Linked DNA regions of Muntiacus reevesi: regions 1 and 3 are each linked to region 2. Evidence: chromatin contacts called from public Hi-C data. All regions are on one chromosome and are shown on one strand. Each heading gives the region's core, a stretch centred on a gene start, on an enhancer-like site or on the middle of the called end of the contact. The rest is flanking DNA. Distances are from core to core; before and after follow the strand shown.

Evidence for each region. Hi-C and Micro-C count contacts between places; a contact is called where the count stands out from the background.
Region 1: a contact with region 2 is called in a Hi-C map of muscle, with 4 times the contacts expected there. The contact joins the promoter of NIPSNAP3A here to the promoter of SLC44A1 in region 2. A contact is called at or near these places in 2 of 3 Hi-C or Micro-C datasets (blood and muscle).
Region 3: a Hi-C map of muscle shows a contact between it and region 2, with 4 times the contacts expected there. The contact joins the promoter of ABCA1 here to the promoter of SLC44A1 in region 2. A contact is called at or near these places in 2 of 3 Hi-C or Micro-C datasets (blood and muscle).

Annotation. Positions count from the first base shown.
Region 1 is chr10:25,791,481-25,794,180 of mMunRee1.1, forward strand. It overlaps NIPSNAP3A (nipsnap homolog 3A), which reads left to right and starts at 1,299. Exons shown (of 6, transcript XM_065947162.1): 1 at 1,299-1,485. The coding sequence starts at 1,426.
Region 2 is chr10:26,242,650-26,245,349 of mMunRee1.1, forward strand. SLC44A1 (solute carrier family 44 member 1) reads left to right here and starts at 1,391. Exons shown (of 16, transcript XM_065946996.1): 1 at 1,391-1,715. The coding sequence starts at 1,680.
Region 3 is chr10:25,952,104-25,954,803 of mMunRee1.1, forward strand. It overlaps ABCA1 (ATP binding cassette subfamily A member 1), which reads right to left and starts at 1,406. Exons shown (of 50, transcript XM_065946638.1): 1 at 1,206-1,406.

The DNA of each region.
Region 1 (2,700 bases), core at 49-2,548, 450 kb before region 2:
CTGGGTTCTTTCTACTGGTATTTTTTTAAGGGGGTTTGGGAGAAGAATGACTATTGGGAAATAGCCAGCGGTCTCTGCTACCTACCTCCAGCACTCTCGATTCTCCCTATTCTACTGTTTTTCCTTGTTTTAATCCCTGATATATTTTTCCTTCATTTGTCTGCCTCCCCTAACCTGGAAGTACCAAGGACACACAGACATTGTGTTTTGTTCACCTGTGAACCCCAGTTTCTGGAAAAGTGATTCAGTCAGCATAGAGGAAATTTAATTAATACAGCTTGAATGAGGGAATGAATTATAAATTCCAGCGTAGGGGAGGGAGGTCTAAGAAAATTAATTTAAACATAAAGATCCAGTCTGAGCACAGATAATGCTTTGTTTTGTAAAAGCATCCTTTCCTCTGAAGGAATGATTCAAGTCATTGCACAAGCCACAACTAACCCCCCTTGTGTTGATAATATAAGAAATATTACATTAATGTTTGCAATAATGCAAATATTAGCAAGAATACCATCAACATATATGATGTAAATAATGTAAATTAGTGATGTAATCAATTGATTTTTTTTTTTTTTTTTAGCGGAAACACTATTAGATGCAGAAAGGGAAATTAGTTGGGGGGAGTGCTATACTAGAGACGTAAATTCTCTTCCCCCATAGAGAGAGTCAAAAGATGCTATCTAAACAGAAAAGAAAGAAAAAAAAAAACCCAAGAAACAGCAGAATATGCGTGTTATTTTAAAATACAGAAACAGGCGTTAGAAGAAACAGCTCGAAATGTTAGAAGGTGGTTATTCTGATGAGCAATAATCAGGGATAGGGAAGACTAGACCAGAGGTTTTGCTTAAGGGTTCCAAAATTTTGACAACGTATGTTTATCTTTGAATTGTTCATATCTAGCTCGGTACCCCCATTCCTCTGAGTTCGTGAAAAATACAATGTAAATTATTTGGAGCCTTACAGCTTCACGCTGTGAGTAGGGACGGGGAAGGAAAATGCACAGAGAGAAGTGATGGCTCCCTGGTCACACACTCGCGTCCCACACGCGCGCTTTTACCAATTAACTGTACGCAAGTGCGCAAGGAGACGAGGTGATGGGCCCAGACAGGTGGTACAGGAACGAGGACGTCAACATCCTGCTAATTCTAATATCACTTCTGACGCTGAGGAAAAGAACGTTTTAGAGAACAAACGGAGAGAGTTAGAGCTGACACCAAACGCTTCCGAAGCTCAGCGTGCGGAGGAGGCCCGGCTGACGGGGCGGCCAGCCCCACCCGCTTCCCCCTCAGGAGGAGGAGCCGACCCGCCCAGAGCCGGCCGCCCGCAGTTGTGCAGGCGCTGCTCCCTGCCAGTCAGGACGACACAAGACGAGGAATTTAAGGAAGAGTGTCGGCCGCTGCCCTTCTCAGCGCTCGAAGCCGCACCATGCTTGCCTTCCGAAAGAGCCTGACTAGGGCCCTGGCCGCTCCAACGATGGCGCCTCAGGTACCGGCCGCCGGGACGCGCCCAAAACGTTTCCTGGGGGAGGAGAGCAGGGGGCGGGGGCGTCTGCGGGGGTAGAGCGCGGGCCGCGCATGCGTCAGTGGGCCCAGACCGGCCCGCGCGGTGCTGCCCGAGAAGTTCTAGCAAGTCTCGGAATCCGGAGGCGGGGGTCCCTGGGACGCGCGGAAGGAGGGAGGAAGGGTGCCTTTAGGAGAAGACCCACTGCCAGGGTCGCCTAGCCTGGGTGCCCGCTGGTCGTGAGGACACGCCTGAAGCGCCAGCTGCTGCGTCTTTGCGGACCCGCGAGGTTGCTGTTGCCGCATTGGGGCCTGTACTAGGCACTGGTCCAGCCTCTCTCAGTATGTTTTGACAAGCCCCTCCAGACTGAAGGAGCAACAGAACAATTCTCCGCCTTTTAAATGAAATACACAACCTCCCAGCATTTTGCAGGCAGAGAACCTTAAAGAGAGGGCCCAGGGTTCGCGTGGTGGAGCATCTGCGCAGCTATCACTGTCTCCTGAGGTTGGTGCCCGAGCCAGCCACTGTCAGGAACCTCGTAGCAAATATGATGATGACAACTTCATTTAATCTGAATGAGAAATGTACAAAATAGATTATTGTGATTCCGCTTAACTGTCAGGGATTGGCCTATTCTGTGACTCTAACCTAGAGATTTTTCCTTTTGATATTCAGGCTTTTACTTCCTTCTCAAACTGACTTTCTGGTGGAGACTAAAGAGAAACCATTCACCGGAGATTAGCATTACAGCCTTTATCCTGATTTTCTCTACTGGGGCAGGATCAAGAATTATTCCTTAGAATTTTATTCTGTACTTTGACGTTATTAAATGTCAACCAGATGTTCTCTTATAAATGAATTGGAAGTCACTACTAAGGAAAATGAGCCCTAATTTAGAGAAAAGGAAGCACTCATCAACAAAAATTACTTCATGACTTCTCACAAACCACATACCCCTTGCCGTTAACCTTTCCCTGAGCTTTCCTATTGTATATTTCTTCTGCCAGTGATAATAAAATGTGTGCTGTTGATCACATATTTTGATCTCCAAATATGAATTCCCTGAAAAGTTGTTACTATTGCATTGACCCATTTTCTGATATCTGATATATTTTATTTATAATATTTTTAAACTATAAGTAGTAGGCAGCTTTTATTTGCTTAATATTGTGTTAATAAAGTTTGGTAAAATGGCACCAA
Region 2 (2,700 bases), core at 141-2,640:
TTTCTGGTCATCCTTATCACCGGTTTTTCACAGAGCAGGAGAAAGGGGCTTAGAGAAATGATTCATCCCTGGTAACAGACCTAACGACTTGAAACACACCAACTGGGAATTCCTCTTTGGCCTTTCCTTTCGTGGTCCCTAGGTTCCCATCTTGATTTTCCTTTGCTTCCATTCCCTTTCAGTGCACCTGAAGTCAGCTTATTTCTGTACTGTTTCCTCCCCCCTTAGCTTTTGAGTAATCTTTAAAACTTGCAGTCTTTCATTTGGCAGTCAGGCCTTCTAGTCTCCTTTGCACCTTTGCAAATAAGTTTTTTTCCCCTAACTGATTCTGTCTTTAAGACATTCTTTTGACAGGATGAAGGGAAACATGAAAAAGCTTAAAACAGTGCCTCGTAAGTGGTTCTAATATTAAGCATGATCTATAGTTTTATTCCTACCACATTTTAACTGTTCTCATATCACACTTTCTCAGCCTCTTGGGGTTGTAGTTCTTGAAGATGGTGACAGCTAAGTACTTACTCTTAACTTGCTGATACTGCCTAGCATATTCGCGGAACAACAAGGACTTTTAAGACAGCAGGAACTTTGGTCGTTTGGTTCACCTCTTTATTCCCAGTGCTTGTAAATTACTGGAACTTAGTATACCTGCGGTATACGTATGTTTTAATATGATGAATTAATACTCATTTGTGTGTGTGTGTGTGTGTGTGTGGACTATTCTGTGTAAAGTTTCGTTCAGATCCAGTATGTCTCTGAATTAAGAGACCTGGAGAATTTTTTCCCTTTTCCTTATTTTCGTCCCTCTATAACAATTTCGACCTTGGGTGCATTCCATCAAACTCTCGGTGCCTTCAAGACATAGTTTCCATATCAGCAAAATGGGGCGAGTAGCAACAGATGCTTGTTTCTCCTTGTCCTCTATCACATAGTACTTCTCCACGGGGTTACTGCGTACTCTTTCCTCTGGATAAAAATCAGTCACCTGAGAGGTAAGAAACCATTAGGGTGGGTCCTCGGGTTGCAAGCCCAATAGGGATACAGAACAGCTCCGCAAGCCTCGCCCGTGCCTCCTGGGTCCGGAAACAACCCGACCCCATTTCGGCTGCGAGCCTGCCCAGCCCTCGTGCGCCCCAGACTCAGGCGCCCTCTCGCGCAGAGGTAGCGCTCTGCCTCGGTGCCACAGCTAAATGGGCTCGGTACCGCGCAGGCTCCGACGCGCGCCGAAGGGCCCGGCCTAGTTTTGGCCGCAGCCGCCCGGCCGCCCGCGCGGCGCTGCACTGGGGGCGGGGAGTCTGATGGGAGACGCGCGCGGCGCTGAGGAGGCGGCGGCCCGGGAGAGGGAGCGGGAGAGGGACTGGGCGCGGGAGGCGGGAGGCGGGGGACAGGGGGAGGCGCCGCCGCCGCCGCCGCCCGCCCCTTTCCGCTGGGGAGCAGCTGCAGCAGCAGGAGCGGAGCAGGAGCCGCGCAGCCACAGCCGCAGCCGCTGCCACCGCCGCCGGGGGATGTGGTCGGCGCCCGCCCCGAGCCGCGCCGCCTCCTGAGTACCCGCCGCCGCCGCCGCCGTCGAGTCGTGTGGGGCCAGGCCGCGCCCTCCCCGGGCGCCCGCCGGCTCGCATGCCGAGAGGCTCCGGGGCGTAGCTGCGCGCCCGGCGCCGCCTCCGGGCTCCTCCGGCCCCGCCATGGGCTGCTGCAGCTCCGCCTCCTCAGCCGCGCAGGTGAGGGGCTCCCGCCTCCCGGCCGCCCGCCCGGATGCTTCCCCCGCGCCGCGCGGCGGGCGCCCGCCGCCTTCCACGACCCGCGAGCTTCCCTTCAGCCCACCGTGCACTCCAGAGACGCCCCCCACCCGCACCTCCCCCTGTCCCGCCGTAGCCCCCGCGCTGGCTCCCAGGGCAGCCGACTGGCAGGCGCCTCAGCGCGGCCCCCGGGGCGCCCCTTGCAGACTTGGCCGCCGCCTCCTAGTCACACCTGAGCGGCGCGTCCCGCCAGCCCGCAGGTAGAGGCAACAAGGACGCCTGCTCTCTGCCCCAGGTGGCACCCCCCCTTCCTTCGTCTTCCGGGCCTGCCTCCTCGCTTCCCACCTCCTTGGAGTCCGCCCGCTCCACATCTACAGACTATCCTCTGTGCTTCCTGGAGGAGTAGCTCCAGCTTGGGCTGTTCGCCCCATCTCCCACCTTATTACAGTTTCTGCTCTATTGGAGATTCTGTCCCTTTTCTCCTGCCGGCTGCCCCCGGCCCAGGTTCAAGCGTTTAAGAGGATCCCGGAGCCCTCCTACGACCCGGTTTCCCAGATTCCAGCGGCTCGCCTCCCACCCCATCCCCCCTTTGTGCCTTGACCTCAGACACCCAGGCCTCTTCGCACACCGAGGCCCCTGCGGGAGCGCGGGGATTGCGCTGGGAAGGAGATTGGGCACCTGGAGGGTGACGGGAGCGTTACGGAAACTCCCTCTTTGTTGCCAGTGTAACAGGAGGAAGAGGTGCCGAATTTAGTTTTTCTGTGGGCACACTGGCTGAGTGTTGTCGCTGAGGGCTGAGATGCAGAGATTTCTCCCAGCGTCTACCCTGCCCCCATCCAAATTTCGCTAACCTGCCTCTCTCTCTTGCCGATCGGAGCCCTTAACCTGGATAGAAATGTTTTAGACAACTGTATAAGGATCAGATGTAATAGGACTTGACTGCTGTCCGCTAATAACTGAGAGGACC
Region 3 (2,700 bases), core at 156-2,655, 290 kb before region 2:
ACGTTCCATTTAGCAACTCTCTGGGAGTTGGGAACCATTCTAAAACACAAGCAGAAGCACTTTCGCCTGATCCCCCAGGTTTCCTCCCAGTCTACAACCACCCGTCTTCACCGGATCTCGGTCGGAACCGCAGCGGGCGACAAAGCCTCTTACAGCCTGGCCTCACTCCGACCAAGGAGCCGATTCCCAGGCCACCGGCCAGGAGGCGCTGTGGATCAGTGCCCCCCGTGGCCACCGGCAGCCGGCGCCCAACCCTCCCTCCCCCCACCGCGAAGCGCAGGCCGCCCGCGGAGCCGCGAGCTCTGCACCGCCCGCCGGGGTTACTCTCGGTCATTCTGCTGCACCGTCTCACCCCAGCTTCCCCATCTGTGCCCTGCCTGGAGCTGCTCCAAGAGACACGCAGCAAAGGGCAGGAAGATGGGGGGGAGCAGAGGGAAGGGTCACCTCAGCTCCAGGTTCCCGCAAGCCCCCCTCCCCACCGTTTGTTAAAGAAACAAAACTCTCGTCCCTCCGCCCCGCCCGTCTCCCCCACCCCCATCCCCAGCCTCCCACAGCGTCAGAGGCGGCGGCTCCTGGAAGCGTTTGGAGACTATGGGACAGGAACCCCCTGATCAAACAAAGCCCCCGAGGCCTCAAAAGAGCACTAGCGCTAAGGGCCCCCACTCGCATTCTTGGTGAGCCATAAAGCGCCGCTCCCGTCCGGGGGCGCAGGGGACCTATCCCCAGATCAGAGCCCGACCCGGACTAGCTGCTTAGGAACCGAGGGGATTCTGACGCCTGGCAATTTTCCCGGTGGGCGCCGGCCGACCCGCAGCCAGAGAGGGTTCCAACCGGCTCAGGCGCTTCCAAACAAAGGGAATAGCTCAGTGCCAGACCTGCCACTCTCCTTACTCCAGCGGCAGCGCCTCCAGCACCACCGGGAGCCCCCGATTCCACTGCGCCCCAGCCACTGCGCTCGGGTCTCCGCGCGCCCAGAGATGCTCCCCGAGCTCCACCGCGGGCGAACCCTGAGCGCAGAGATGTCGCGTCTTTGGGTCTCCAGAGCTCCTCCTAGGACATCCTCTCCACATTTACAAGCCCCTGTTTGCGCTGCAGTAGGTGGGGATGTGGGGGTTCGGACTAAAGTCCCCGAAACCCAGAGCTTCCCAAAGTCCCCTCGGCCCGAAACGAAACAATAACGTCCAAGTCGCTGGAGAGACTCTTACCTGTTTTCCACTTTTGTGTTTGTGGCTCTTTCCCCAACCCCTTGAAAAACCCTTCGGGAAAGAAGGAGCGTAAAGGGAGCAAAGCGCCCCGAGAAATTGGCTGTGGCGGCGCTGGTTGCACGCCCCTCTTCTGCCCACCTGCGCCCGGGGAGAGAGAGAGGTGTCGGCGCGTCTCTGCCGGCCCCGGCAGCACTCACTCTGCCTCGGAATTACCGGGGTTTTGCCGCGACTAGTTCCTTTTATAGATTCGGCGGCGCTGAGCGCTGGGGTTACTATCGGTCAAAGCCTGTTCTCTCCCTCCTTCCCCGCCCCCTTCCCGGCCTCTGTTTATGTAGTTCAGTCACTCAGCAGAAAGCACGTGGAGCCGCGTCCCGCCCCTTAAACGGGCGACGTCCAGCCGCGCGCGGGGCTGGGGGCGGAGGGCGCCAGTGGGGTGCAGCCAGCCTACCCTCGGCGTAGGTGCGCGCCCCGCGCCCCAGACCCGCCCGCCGGCGCAGGGATAGGGGCGAACGCCGGTCTTGGGAGTGAGCCCGCCAGAGACTCTTATCCAGGTTCAGGGCAACCAATAGCTTTCGCTAAACTAGTTCTTTCAGCAACTTTTGTTTCCTTTGTTAATTTACTCAGCTGGAGGGACTTGGGGGGCGGAGATAGGAGAAGGAAGGGGAAGAGAAAGCAAGGCTGAAACCCCTAGGGATGCCAACCCTTTCGTCTTTTTTTTTTTTTTTCCTTTAAATGCCCAGATTTGGGAGAAGATGGACAGTCCTCTGGACAATTGACTGGTTTTGTTGTCCACCACAAACCCTGACTTTGGAATTCAAGGACCTTTGGGGTTCCCAATTTTGGACCTCCCAAGTCCCAGGAGGACCCCTGAAAACTGTCTTGCTCCCTCCCTTGGCAAACTGGGAGGAGGGGGGGAGGCCACAGAAAACCCGAACAATGTGGACCAATCTCCTTTTTATTTTCACCATGTTAGTCAGCAGTGATAGATAAATACACGTGGGCTTGTATTTAGGTTTCTACAGGTTCGCAAAGTACTGCTAGAGAATCGCAGTCTTGTAAAATTACATAACCATTCCAATTCTTCAGCTTCTTCTTCTGGCTTTGGCTTTAACAGGCAAGAGCAAGAGAGCCCATAACATTTGAGGAACAGAAGTGCACAAATGGAGGCCCACATACTTTTAAGTCTCAATATTTAACTCAAAAATAAAGCTAACAAACTGTAAAATAAGTTCCTCCTATTTGACAGAGATACCTTTGGAGCAACTGGGAAGGGTAGATTCACAACCAGACTCCTTAGGCTTTGACTTGAGGTTTGACAAGAAAGGGGTAGAGCAGGAGAGCAGGCTCCCAGACAACTTTGCTTCCCATCCCCAGCTCCATCATATTCCAGAAGAATCTGCAGGTGTGCATCTGGGCCCCCAGCTGCACAAGCCCCTCCAGACCATGATTTGAACCCAGGTCCATATGTCAGTGGTTCTGTCAACACTAAGGATGG